Linked DNA regions of Mus musculus: all the other regions are linked to region 2. The links are chromatin contacts, called in public HiCAR-type and HiChIP or PLAC-seq maps. All regions are on one chromosome and are shown on one strand. The core of a region is the stretch at or near the end of the contact, and the rest is flanking DNA. Distances in the headings are between cores, read along the strand shown. Region 1 has its middle 11 kb from the start of Trak1. Region 2 has its middle 17 kb from the start of Gm39458. Region 3 has its middle 30 kb from the start of Trak1.

What was found. HiCAR-type assays count read pairs that join an accessible place to other places. HiChIP or PLAC-seq counts read pairs in DNA pulled down with a chosen protein or histone mark.
Region 1: a HiCAR-type map of astrocytes shows a contact between it and region 2, with 2.4 times the contacts expected there. The contact joins two enhancer-like sites. A contact is called at or near these places in 5 of 115 datasets of contacts at active chromatin or transcription factors (astrocytes, bone marrow-derived macrophages and embryonic stem cells).
Region 3: a contact with region 2 is called in a FOXA1 HiChIP or PLAC-seq map of pancreatic cancer cells. The contact joins two enhancer-like sites. A contact is called at or near these places in 1 of 484 Hi-C or Micro-C datasets (embryonic stem cells) and 2 of 115 datasets of contacts at active chromatin or transcription factors (embryonic stem cells and pancreatic cancer cells).

Annotation. Positions count from the first base shown.
Region 1 is chr9:121,353,766-121,358,016 of GRCm38.p6, forward strand. It overlaps a transcript of Trak1 not described here. Among named protein-coding and RNA genes, the nearest start is that of Trak1, 11 kb to the right of the region's middle. Within about 2 kb of position 1,441, at least 74 of the 459 cell types and tissues checked have an H3K27ac peak or open chromatin away from gene starts, as enhancers often do. A contact at or near this core is called in astrocytes and bone marrow-derived macrophages, where this site is marked.
Region 2 is chr9:120,689,734-120,694,168 of GRCm38.p6, forward strand. No RefSeq gene overlaps it. Among named protein-coding and RNA genes, the nearest start is that of Gm39458, 17 kb to the left of the region's middle. Within about 2 kb of position 2,123, at least 179 of the 459 cell types and tissues checked have an H3K27ac peak or open chromatin away from gene starts, as enhancers often do. A contact at or near this core is called in astrocytes, bone marrow-derived macrophages, embryonic stem cells and 1 more, where this site is marked.
Region 3 is chr9:121,334,805-121,339,533 of GRCm38.p6, forward strand. It overlaps a transcript of Trak1 not described here. Among named protein-coding and RNA genes, the nearest start is that of Trak1, 30 kb to the right of the region's middle. Within about 2 kb of position 3,072, at least 106 of the 459 cell types and tissues checked have an H3K27ac peak or open chromatin away from gene starts, as enhancers often do. A contact at or near this core is called in embryonic stem cells and pancreatic cancer cells, where this site is marked.

The DNA.
Region 1 (4,251 bases), core at 191-2,690, 660 kb after region 2:
CTGGCTTACAGGTTCAGAGGTTCAGTCCATTATCATCAAGGTGGGAACATGACAGCATCCAGGCAGGCATGGAGTAGGAGGAGCTGAGAGTTCTACATCTTCATCTGAAGGCTGCTAGCAGAATACTGTCTTCCAGGCAGTTTAAATGAGGGTCTTAAAGTCCACACCCACAGTGACACACCTACTCCAACAAAAAAGGCCACACCTACTCCAATGGGGATACACCTTCTAATAGTACCACTCCCTGGACTGAACTTATACAAACTATCACACCCAGGTTCTCTGGAAGAGCAGCCAGTGCTCTTAACTGATGGAACTCTCTCTCTATCCCTTTGGGATTGCTTTGATCTAAGTTCCTGAACATCACTGAAGTGAGCAGCACAGGTCAGTTAGGAATGGAAAGATGCCAGGGTGACGGTTCTGATTATCATTGCCATTTTCCCGGTAACCTAAAGCCTGCTTGCTTATTTATTTATTTTCTTGTGTGTGCATCTATGTGTGGAGGGAGCATGCAGAGCATGTGACATGTGTGGAGCTCATAGACCAACTCGTGGGACTTGCTTCTCTTCTCCAATATAGTCCCAGGCCATGAGGCTCTGCCACAGGTCCTCTGTGAGCTGAGCCGTCTTGCCAGCCTATATAATTTTTCCTGGTAACTTCTGTCGTTGAATCAGCTTTAGCAACGTTTTATACTGTTTGCCTTTAGCTTTTGGGTGTGAGAAGATCATAATTTCCTTGCACGTGCTCACTTGAGAAAGCTGTTTTCCTCGTACAGTGGTTCTTTTTGTTGTCCCAGCATGTTCTGAAAAGCTAAGATCCTACACACACTGTAAGGAGGAATGAGATACTTGACGTTTCCTGGATACACCTCAGGCTATGGTTTTATTAGTGATTTTAAAAAAATTTACTAAGCACACATGCACACTTTTGTAGTACACATGTGCTGGTGCGCATGTGTGTGTCTTTGTGTGTAGTACACTCAGGACAACTTGGAGGAATCTCTTCTCTCCTTCTACCATATGGGTTCAAGGGATTGAACTCAGGTCTTCAGGCTTGGCAGCAAGCTCCTTTATCTGCCGAACCCTCTTGCCCTCCCTGGGCTATAGAACTTATGACTTCAAACCTCAGTTTTTCCCCCTACAGCCAATGGGAAGAGAATGAATGGGCTTGCCATCCTCTGGCTGCTGTGAATTAATTAGGGTTGGCAGTGCCCCCACCTGGCAGAACCCAGTCATGACATGATGCATGCAGCCTGTATGCCCTTTTTTGTTGGTAGGGCCCTTGTGTTGTTGTTGTTGTTGATAGTTTGAGTACATTAAAGGCTGCACCATGGACATCTGCTCCTACCCTCTCCTAGCCCCACCCCATGATCCTAGGTGTCCACCCTTTGGAGTTGATTCTTTTGTCCTGGGACTTGAGGCTAAGTAGCCACTGGGTGTGGTTGATGATTAACTTTAGGCCCATATTCAGAGGGCCGATGTGACACCCCCTCCCTGCCATGCCAGCCTCCCGTAGATCTTGGCCTGCATCCTCCCCAGGGATGCAGTGTCCCTTCCAAAAAATGATTCCTACTAGGTAGACTGCAGTATTCCGCAGCCCAGGTCCCTGAGCCCTTCTTGGGCAGAACTTTTGTTTTCAAGGTAAGGGCTTTCCAGCCTAGCATCTCAGGAATTCCATGAGCACTTTGCAGGGATCTGTGGACGAGGTAGTCATTCTTGCCATCTCCCTCCCAGCTCTGGCCAGCCTCCAGGTTCCTCCTCCAATCCTGGGATGTGAAGGGTTTAGGATGTGGCTTTCTGTACGCAGCTTGCAGTTGGGCCTGGCATAGTATCACTTTGCTGGGCCTTGTAAACCTCCTCCCTCCTGCTGCCTGCCAGGCTGGCCTTGTGCCCCTCGATTGGCAGGATTAAATGTCTGACGGCTACTCTTGTCCCCCACAGTGCCACCTTGCAAGAGAAGCCCCTCTGTGGGGTCCCCGAATGTAGTCTCTGCTGCCTGTGCCAGTCTGTGAGTGCTGACTCTTGGCGGTCAATGGCCAAAGTTTGAATCTCCTGCCTAGCTTCTAGGGGTCAGTGACACATGTCTGTCCTGGGCCAGGCACGCTTGCCTCACTAACCTTGCTAGGTGTTGGAAGGCTTGTGAAGGTTCCACTGCAGAAGAAAGAGGAGAAGCTGGCTGCCTCAGGCTCTGTGGCTGGATGGCCTCCCTGCAGGAGAGGGAGCTATTTATGGTGCTTTAAAAAATCTGCTGCTACAGCTAAAAGAGGGTTGGGACTGTTACGTAAGGCTGAGCTGCTCTGGGTCTGGTCTCATTTTCTCCCTAATTCTAGGAGACAGAGTCGAGGCTGGGCTGCCTCTCAGCTGCAACAGAATTATTCTTGGACATGGGGGTTGGTCATGTGACAGCGCCTCTCATTCATGAAACCTTGATGCATCAGTGGATCAGCCTTCCTTACTTTGCGGGCCTGTCCGGTGTCACCGTGTGTGTTGGGGACATTGCTTCTTTGCTACAGAAGGATCTAAAGGGGTCTGGCCTGGGTTGGATTGGGCCACAGTCATTCCTTTGTTATTCTTGAGTTTGGGGAACTTTCTTTTTATTTATTTGTTTGTTTGTTTGTTTGTTTGTTTGTTTTTTATTTATATTAGTATACTGCAGCTCTCTTCAGACACACCAGAAGAGGGCATTGGATCTCATTACAGATGGTTGTGAGCCACCATGTGGTTGTGGGAATTGAACTCAGGACCTCTGGCAGAGCAGTCAGCGCTCTTAACCATTGAGCCATCTCTTCAGCCCAGAACTTTCTTTAAGTGATGTTGGTTGTGTTATTATTGGGGGAGGTAGGCTCTCCAGAGCTAGAAGAAGGCATGGCTTTAAGGTGGCACTAAGGGCTGGGGAGGTGACCCAGCCAGCAAAGTGCATGCCATACACACTTGAGGACCAGAGTTTGATCACCAGAAACCAGGTACAAAAGCTGGGTATATATGGTGGCATGGTATTCCAGTCCCAACCCAGGGAGACGGAGACAGTAGACAGTGGGGCGGCCAGCCAGCCGCACCACAAGCTCCAAGTCGGTGAAAGAGACTCCATGTCAAGGAGGCAGGTGGCATTTCTCAGGACGACACCCAGAATTGACCCCTGACCTCCACATGTATGCACACATGTGTTTCTACACAAAACCATGTACACACACATGCATAATTTAAAAATAACTGCTTCGAGGTGCTGGGGAGCCCAGTAGTGTTCTCTGATTGTCATGAGGCCCTGAGTTCAGATTCACAGAGCCCATGTGAGAGCCAGCCACAGATGGATTCCTGGCAGTCTCTGGCTACCCAGTCTAGCTGCAATGATGAGCTCTAAGTTCAGCAAGAGACCTTTCCTGTCCCTTCACAGGAGATAAATAAATGGCATTGAGCCTGGTGTGGTGGTGTAGGCCTGCCACCTCAGCACTCGGAGGGCTGAGACAAGGGGATTATGGATTCCAGGCCAGCCAGAGCCTGGAATCTCTGGTGTAAGGGTGGGGCAAGGCACTCAGGACAGCTGCTGCGCGTGGCTGTCTGTCCCTGTGCAAGGCTGTCCTGAAGTCCTCCTAGCAGAACCTGTAACAGTGTCCACCTGACCTCTGCTGTCCTCCTTTGTTCCTTCAAGGGACCCAGGGACCCTCACAACAGTCATAAGAAGTCACAACAGCTCCAGGAACGGTTACTGAAACTGTCATCTCCATTTCTGTGCCTCGGTTACCATGATGATGCTTCAACCTTCTTTCTCTCCCTTCCTCTCTCCCTCGCATCCCTGCTTCTGTGTGTGTATGGTGGGGGTTGGGGAACAGAGGACCAGGACTCTGGCAATGGTGGGCAAGTCCTCTACCTACTGAGCTAGATCAGTAGCTCTGTTCTCTAGGTAGAGCTTTGCTGTGTGTGACCCAAGCCGGGCTCCAGTTTATCCTCCTGCTTCCGTTCTCTAGGTGCTGGGATTACAGGACAGGCCTGCAGCAGGGCACCCGCCAGCCACGTTGACGTTCAGAGGGTGTCATCTGATGTGGGGGTCCTCACAACTTGGTTACAGGATGCCCCGCCAAGGTGCTGTTAACCTTGGTGGTGTCTGCACAGGCTGACGTTTCCTGAAGAGAAACTCTTGTTAGCCCCCCACCTGCAGTGACTCAGGATGAACCGTGAATGCACCCCTGAATTCCCCACGCCTTTCTACACCCTCTCATCAAGAGGATGGTTCTATCCTGGAGTGACCCTGGAGTGA
Region 2 (4,435 bases), core at 873-3,372:
AGGGAAGAGAAAAATCCTTTTGTTTCAGAGGTAAGTCTCTTACCTTTGTGCCAGACTGTATCCAGCAGGTTATGTGGAGGCAGTGCAGTGATGGGGAGGGGCAGGGAGCTGACTTTCTCAGCAATGGTAGAGGGAGCTGGCACACTGTCTCCACAGTCGCAGGCAAGTGAAGCAACTCAGGGAGACATTCACCAGCAGGGCGAGGTCACACAGAGGCGAGAGCCCAGGCATCTGTGGCCAAACTGATTCCCAGCCAGCTTTTCTGAAGACCCCAACCACCACTGCACAGATGCTGAAGGCCCCAACCACCACTACACAGATGCTGAAGGCCCCAACCACCACTGCACAGATGCTGAAGGCCCCAACCACCACTACACAGATGCTGAAGGCAGAGGAAGCCGCTCCACTACCTCTGCTCTCCGCAACCCCACTGACCGGTTCATGCCTGCTCCTGAGAGCTCAAGACTGAGGGGAGAGCCAGGAGGGACAAGAAACTCTACAGTGTCATTAGGATCTGGATTGTGGCCAGAGCTCAAGATCCTAAATTAACCCTAGAACGACCGTAGCCCTCATAGGAACTGGGCAATGGCGCTCAGTGGAACTTACTTTATGGTAGAGAAACAAGGGGTTTCCTTGCTGTTCCTGGTAGGCTGTGGTCACTGAAATCCCAAACTGTAAACATTCCTGACCACACAGGCAGCTTTGAGAACCACAAACTGTGTCTGAAGAAGCGAGCCACAGGTAGAAGGCCTCCAAGGACAAGCAGGTAGCAAGAAGCCACGGTCAGTGAGCCATGATGGCCCCACACCTTGGCTGCCCAGAGGCAGCTCCTCTCTCTCGTCTGCAGAGGAAGCTCCAGTTTCACAGAAACACCCGATGCTTACACCTGATCTCACACTGGGAATTTACAGTAGTGAATAGGGGAATGAGTAGGGGAGAGTTTGCATTTGAATCTGTTAGGGCTAGGTTGGGGTGAGATTTACAGCTAGGTCTCTTAAGAGAGGGCTTGGTTACATCTGCATCTCAAACAACAGCGTGGGAATTAGGTCCAGGTCTCTTAACACTTGGTGGTGGGGTGTGGGGGGAGGTGGTGGTGTTACATCTGGGTCTTGAACACTGAGGGTTGACGTCCAGATCTCAAACTCTGGGGACTCACTTCTGAGGCTCCTCTCCATCCAAATCAGCATCCAGTGTGGTACCTAGCTGCTCTAGCCACCAGGAACATCCTCCACCCAGGCTTCCTCCATCCTCCTGGCTCCCTCTCCGGTTCCTCCCTGTGGCTTCAGAGGAAGCAGAGCAGCTGAACACACACACACACAGCTCAGCACCATCTGGGACGGGGAACCCCTGCGATACAGGGGTGGTGTGGGGACAACTGCGTGGTGGGGGAAGTGCCTGGTCCGCTTAGAGGCCCACTCTCCCTTTAAAGGATACACAAAGCCCCCGCCGCCCCCTCACGCCAGGGTCTGGGTTGAGTTTTTCCTTGACAGAGCCCATCCCTTTGAGGCTGGCTGGCTGAGCAGTGTTGACACAGCCGTCTCTGGATGCGTTCCGGGAAAGCAGGCCTGAGCATGTGAGACGAATTTTCTCTGCACTGTGCGGTTTCCAATGTGTCAGAAAAACAAACTAGGAGAAGTCTACTTGGATCGTGTGAGTGTGTGGACCCCTCCTCCCCGCTTCATTCCTCCCATAGTGGAAAAAAAAAAAAAAAACTAAAAGGCTGCCTTCCAGCGTCTGGTTCCTGACTCTGGAGGGATGGTGTACAAGCGGAGGACTTCCAAGCCACACAATGCGGGTCCATGTGACGCTTCTGTGTTCGTGTGGAGGGTGGAGGCTACCTCTACATCAGGGCATGGAGGCCGGATCAGCCTCATGCCCTTTTGCTTCCAGGCCCTTGACTGCCCCTCCTCCACCCAAACCTCCAGTCCTCGTTCCCAAAATAATTGGCCACAGGAAACTGCACTGAGGAGGAGCCTCTGCAGTGAATTACTTCCCGGCACCCTGCCGGGATGCAGAAGGCTGGCTGTCCCGGCTGCAAGTCACTAGCTGGGGCCATGCAGGGGGCGGGGCCTGGGACGGGGGCGGCATCTACACACACTGCTCTTCACTTCCCTCCAGCGGTTCCTGTAGAAGCAGGCAGTAGTAGAGGCTTGGCCCTTCTGTGCCTTCTCCATGCTCGGGAGAGATGCTCACTGGGGACCCAGCCTTGAAGTTTGCAGCCAGTGGGGATTCCTGGTTCCTCGCGCGCGCACACACACCACACACACACACACACACACACACACACACACACACACACACACACACGCTTGCGTGCACGTCTGTGCTCAGCGCTTTCATCTTTGTACTCAGTCAGGGATCCCAGTACCACCCACGTTTAGGCTGGGTAGTACCACCTCAAGTAAATAATCTAGAAACTTCTTCACAGAAGTTCAGAGGGGTTTGTCTGAAGGTGGTTCTTGACGCCATCAGGCTGGCAGGCTGTGTGAGCCACAGCACACCCTCAGGTTGCTTCCTGCCACAGTAGCGAGAAGAGTAACAAAACAGCCTACTTTCTCAGAAGCGAGAGAGCCATCTGCCCACAGAGCAATAGATTCACTCCCCTCCTGGGTAGAGGGATGCTTTACTGATGCAAAGAGGAAAAGTGGGGACGGTCACCACAGGCGCAGGCCAGCTGGTGCCTCTCACATCCTTAGCTCTGTGGCAGAGGCCACAGGCGGAACACAGAGGTTGATTTTGAAGGCGAGAGCCGAGACATAGCTCCAGATTCTCCCTCAAATCTGTGTCTGAGACATTCTTGTTCCTCGGAGTTCCTAGGCCCCTTCGCTTGGGGGCTATCCCAGACATGCTTTACATGTCACCCTTCTGAAGGGCCGTGGGCATTTATGTTTGTTTTCATTGAGTGTGTACTTTGTCCAGGTATGGGGTCAGACACTTGCAGTCTTGTTGGCTTCAACTCTACAACAATCAGCTAACTTTTTTTTTATTCCTTTCTATCTAATGCAGATCTCCACGGATTTGCATGTAAATAAGCAATTATGTATGCGTGTGACTGTAGATAGATGAATATTCATAGATAGGAAAATACTCCATCTCTAGACTGTACCAACTCTGTATATGGTACCAGCAGAAACACGCACGCATTCTCCAGAATACAACCTTCCCTGCTTTCTCACGAGTAAGATGATATTGGAGACTTGTGGTCAGAACAGCACACACTCCATTTATAAACAGGTTAGCCCTAGGCAGCTAGAGCCGCAAGGACACTCTGGGAAACAGCATGCACGGCTATATCTGCACACGCAGGAGAGTTGCCTGGAAAGCTGTGGAGCCCTGTCTGCTGGGGCCCAGCTTCAGTTTCTGATTCAGTCAGTATGTAGTGGCGGACCTTGATAGCTTCCATTTCTGTGAGTTCCCAAGTGAGGCTGCTGCTGTCTTGGGAACAACTGTGAAGGGTCCCAACCAACCAACACAAGAAGTTGGACTTCCTCTACCAACTCCACCTCTCATCGGCCGAAAGCTGTTGGCTCCATTTCTTGTTCCTAGATGCCAGCCGTGTGAGGTTCTGCAGAGAGTAAGCTGGCATTCACACAATGGCAAGCCTGTGCTGTCAGGGCAGGTGGGAGCGAACTGTGGATACCCAAACCCCTGAAGAAATGTTGCATCCTTCATACCAACAAGAGAGAGAGACTTAAAACACAGCAGCACAGGAAAGAAAACGGCAAGAATCTCAGTTGCTTTTGCACTCACAACTCAGATGGTTCTCCTCCCCTCTCTGAGTGCCCTGCACTCTGTCAACTTCACCCAGATCTCTCTAAGAGGCCCTTAGTTGTTGCTCTTGATTAAAAGTGCTGACTCTTCACCTGGACCAAAAGGGCGGAGCCTGCCATCTCTGCCTTCATTCCCTGTCTGTGTCCCTGGCTTTGGTTCAGAGCTCTGCCTGACTCAGCACAGGAATGCCTGTGTCTGCCTACCTAGCATAGTTCAGCCTGCTTCCAGGACTAAAAAACAAGGATAAGTCACTGTCCTAACCTGGATCTATATCTACCCTGGATTCTAAGAACAGAAACCCCAGGAGAAGGCAGCTATCCAGGAGTCAAAGCCAAGGCCACACCCTGGATGATCATCTTCTAGAGCCACAGCTGGCATGGTGATCATCAGGGTCACGCCTGGCCCAGGGCTACACACCTTTTCTCCTCTTCTTCCTCTACTTAAAGCTCATGTCACCCTAAAGACGGAATTGGGGTGATCTCAAAGAAGGACTTGGAGTCACCCCAAAGATAGGCCTGGGGTCACCCCAAAGAAGGACCTGGGTCACCCCAAAGAAGGGCCTGGGGTCACTCTAAAGAAGGACCTGGAGTCACCCCAAAGAAGGACCTAGAATCTCCCCAAAGAAGGACTTGGGTTCTCCCCAAAGATGGACCTGGAGTCAACC
Region 3 (4,729 bases), core at 1,822-4,321, 650 kb after region 2:
CAAATTAATCAAAGGTTTTGTCCTCTCTTACAGGCTTTAACTCTTTAAACGCTTCTCTCTCTCAAGGTCTCCTGAGAGTTAAGGGACGATGAGGGACCACTTGGCTGGCTTGTGTATTTGTCTGTCTGTCTCTTATCTTTCTCTGTCTCTCTCTCTGCATGAGAGTGTGTATACACATGCTCACAGGTGCAGGGGACAGCCAGTCAGAGATCAATGCCAGGTGTCTTTCTTATTGTTCTGCCCTCCACCTGAACGTGGAACTCAGTAACTTTGTAACTTTGTAGAGGCCCTGGGATCTGCCCACCTCCGTCTTCATAGCGTTGGGGCTGCAGGTTTGCACTTCTGTGCCTAACCTTTTTCCTCCGAGGTGCTGTGGTTCTGAAGTCCCCATGCCTGTGCAATATTCCCCCCCCCCCCCCCCCCCCCGCTCTCCCTCTTTCTTCCCTACCCCCTTCCTCTCCCTCCCCCACCCTCTCTGCCCCTTCCCCCTTCTCTCCCTCCCCCATTCCCCTCTCTCCTGTCTATATTTACATATATATGTATATACACACATTCTCTCTATTTCTCCCTCTCTCCCTCTTTCTCTCTCCCCGCTCCCTTTCTCTCCTTCCTCCACCCTCTCTGTCCCCCTCCCCCTTTTGTTCCTCCCCCACTCCCCTCTCTATTTATATACATATACATACACACACACACACACACACACACATATTCTCTGTCTGTCTGTCTGTCTGTCTCTCTCTCTCTCACACACACACACACACACACACACACATACACACACACAGAAGAGCTAAGGAAGTTAACTTAGCTGGGTTCATGACAGCTACCGCCCTTTACCTTGTATGACTTGGCCACGTGAGCCCCAGGCCTTAGGCCCCAGGCAACTCTCCCCACCCATCCTAGCTCTGTTTTGCCAAAGGCTTTCCCTGGCCTTGCTGCATTGGTCTTTGTGAAAGCCAGGGTGTGTGTCTTTACTTATTGTTTCCTTTGACAATGCATTGGGGAAGGCAGCCGGCCCTGGGGATCCTGTCTGTCTCACCTTCTACTAAGAAGGCCTTGGCCTTGGGGCTGTGCCAAGGTCAAGGGTTCATGAGCTGGACGATCCTTTAGAGGAGGACACCCTCGGCCGCTGCTGTTTCGAGAAAGGATGAAAGGTGTAGGTTGACCTGAGAAATGGGAGCACAAAAGACGAGGGGTCTGGGCGCTTCATTCTGCTTTCAGAACACAGCCCATGTGGCTGTCCAAGTATGTGTAGCTGAGACTGTTTTCTTATTAAACGTCTCCCCTTTCTAACCCTGTTCTGTGATTACAGCCACCTTGTGCCTTTGCAATATGATACTTAGAGCAGCCCTGGCTTGAGGAGATTGGTATTAGAGCCTCCGGAAGCCACAAGGAACATCAGTGTAGTCCAAGCACACAAGGAGTCAAAGATGTGTAAAAATAATAGCAGACCCCTCTGGGAAGTGGGGTGCATTAGGGGTGTGGTGTCCAACCTGTGTTGGAATTTGGGTGAGGGCTGACTGTTTCAGCCTTCTCTGTGTGGTCCCAGGATCCTCAGCACCACCTCAAGAGACTGTCAGATTCTTGAGTTAGGCATGCAGCTCAGTTGGTAGAGCACCTGCCTGGCACGCATGAGGCCCCGGGTCAACAGTTCCATATAAACCAGATGAGGTATCCTAGTGCCTGTGATCCTGATGTCGGGTTATGGGGTGTCCCACATCCACTCCGCCACAGGGCTCGGGACATGGGTGGAGGTGGGACACAGGAGTTTTGATTGTGCTTACCCCACGCTGGCGCCGGGCGGGTGTCAGGCTATGGGAAGCTTCAGGACACCCCTTTTGGGGGTGGGGGAGCGCAGTCCAGGGGACAGCCGGAGCTGGCTAGGGGATCTCCGGGCCTGTGTGGAGGACTGGGCTGTCTGGTTCTCAGGCTCTTGGATATCCAAGCACCACTGGGAGCCACAGAAGAGCTGAGAACGGAGTGGGGTCCCAGGGGCTGGATCTAGCCTGGAGCTGAAGGGGAAAAGAGGGGAGAACTCCTTGCTAGGTCCTGCGGGGAGGAGAGAGCCCTTGGCTTGTTTGGCTTGGCTTGGTGGGGACGGAGGCTGGGAGCACTGAGAAACCTTCTGTGGGAGATTAGGCAGCCGGCTCTTTAGGCAAAGGCCTGTTCCATTGCTCCCCATGGTGGATCCTGATGAAAAAGAGTGTCCATGGTTTTAAGACATTCATTGTCAATGGTGGAAAGTGGATGACTGAAAACCATACCGTACTTCTCAGGGCGGGCCTGAGGTTAAATACCTTTTGCAGGGAGGAGTGTCTGGGAAGGGGAGTTTATTGGCTCCAGGCCTTTAGGTACCTCACTAAAATGGAGATCTGTCTTGAGGCTGTGTGACCACAAGTCAGTCACATCTTCTACCTGTGGAGGGGCTTGGGGCATTGCCCTTATGTGACTGAAGGACACCAATCTATGGAGGGCTGCGGCCTCATGTTAGGAGCCTAGTGTCCTGGAGTGCGTCCTAGTACCATCCCTACAGGGTCACCGGGATTTCAAGCCTGTGCTCGACCAGGAACCAGGCTGCCTTTCACGGACCAACAACATCCTGGCACTTGGGAGGTAGAGGCAAGAGGGCCAGAAGTTCAAGGTTACTTAGGGGTTTGAGACCAGCTTGAGCTACACGAGAAACTGTCAAAAACTAACACAAAGGAGTGTTTTGCCTTCACTCAAACTTCCTTGACCTGGGTAGGACTCAGCATCTGTGTTTTATAAGCCTCCTAGGGTGGTGTGTGTGTGTGTGTGTGTGTGTGTGTGTGTATGTGTATGTGTGTCCAGTGCTTACTTCCTGGCTTCCATGGACTTGAAGGTGGGTGCAGGGTGGAGCTTCTAGGGTAGGTGGGTTCTACTCAAGTCTGGAAGGAAGGTGTGGAGAACTCCCCTGAGGCCTCTCCAAGGCCGAGTTGCTCTTTCACAGTTGGCTCTGAGCCTGCAGATTCTTTCCTCCAAACAATGCCTGCTTCTCTGCATTCTTGTTCCCCGAGGCTGTGCTCAAACAATGGGGCTCTTTCTTCTCCATTGGAGTCTGCCCCGTGGGCCTTATGGGTGCTGTCTGCCTGATTTTATCTCATGTTGACTGTTATTATACTGTGATAGCCTGGCTGGGCTTTTCATTGTGGGGATAAAGGGAAACAATCTGTCTACCATCCCTAAGATTCACTCTGAGAGAATGCCAGGCCCAGAATAAGGGATGGGATTGGTGGTGTGGGTAGGATGTGTGTGTGTGTGGGTGTGTGGGTGTGTGTGGGTGTGTGTGTGTGTGTGTCCGTCCTGGAGCACACTGAAGTGGTGTGCTGCTATAGCAGTGATGGCAGGTGGCGTTTGCTCTGTACCAAGTACTGTGCTAAGCACTTTGGCATGATCGTGGGATAATTTAGTTTTAGTCCACCCTTTGACTAGAGAGTCTCAGTTTGATCCTTTGACTTATCTGGTGTCCCGGCCCAGGAAACTGAGGCAAGAAAGGGCAGGTGCACGCTGGATAGCAAGCAACTTCTATTTTATTCTAGCATCATGGGTAGCCATGGGTTATTGAGGAATAACCTGGCCCCTGTGTAGTTTGGATATAGGTTGATGTGCACGGGGTTGGGGTGGGGGTGTGTGGAGAGGTGGGGATGGGATATTTAAAGGTGTGGCCTATGGAATGTGTGAAAAGAACCCAGAGCAGCATTGTGGGACCCTTGAGCATTTTGGGTAGCCACAACATGTCCAATCTGGGACATAGAGCCTTGAGAACTGTGGCCCACAGGGAGCTTGTTTCTTTATAAGCTGCCCAGCCTCGAGTGTTTCATTGTGGTAACCAAATATGGACTAGTACCTCAGGCCACCTGCTGCCCGAGCCTGGGATTTCACAGACCTCACCTGCTTCCTGGCAGAAGAAATGTTCCACAGAAAAGTTGATCCCTAATTCATATGTGCACACGTGTGTGTAGAGACCATGTGTGCACATGTGTGTAGAGACCAGATCTCACCCTCAGCTGTTGTTCCTTGGTCCCTCTCTATCTTGTTTTGCAGAGAAGATCTCTCATTGGTCCAGAGCTCATCAAGCAGGCTGGACTGAGCTTCAGGGACTCACCATTCCTGGGCTCTCTCACCATGTGTGCCATGGTGTCTGGCTTTTTACATGGGCACTGGGGATTGAATTCAGGACCTTGCAAAGTGAGCCCTTTGCCAGCTGAGCTTCTCCAGCCTCCTTAGTATTTGTTTTTGTTTTTGTTTTTGTTTTTGTTTTTCTTTTTTTTTTTTTTTTGGGGTTTTTCGAGACAGGGTTTCTCTGTATAGCCCTGGCTGTCCTGGAACTCACTTTGTAGACCAGGCTGGCCTCGAACTCAGAAATCCACCTGCCTCTGCCTCCCAAGTGCTGGGATTAAAGGCGTGCGCCACCACGCCCGGCTTGCTTTTTTTTTTTTTTTAAATAAATTGACAAAATGACTTCCTAGTCTTTATTACTGCTGTACTTCTCAGTGTAGTTGAAAATGTTGAGTGTGTTATACGGCAGGAATTCTGTGTATTGTGGAAAGTGGAAACAGCGGGGGACATTTTATTCGCTTGAATAGATAAAGGTAAGTCAGCCAGAGATGAGTCATCCCAGGTTTGAGATTGATTATCGTCAGGAATCTCTCTGGACATTTGTTAATAATGTATCAGAGGTGAGCCCAGAACCAGAGACGCCGGGAACTTT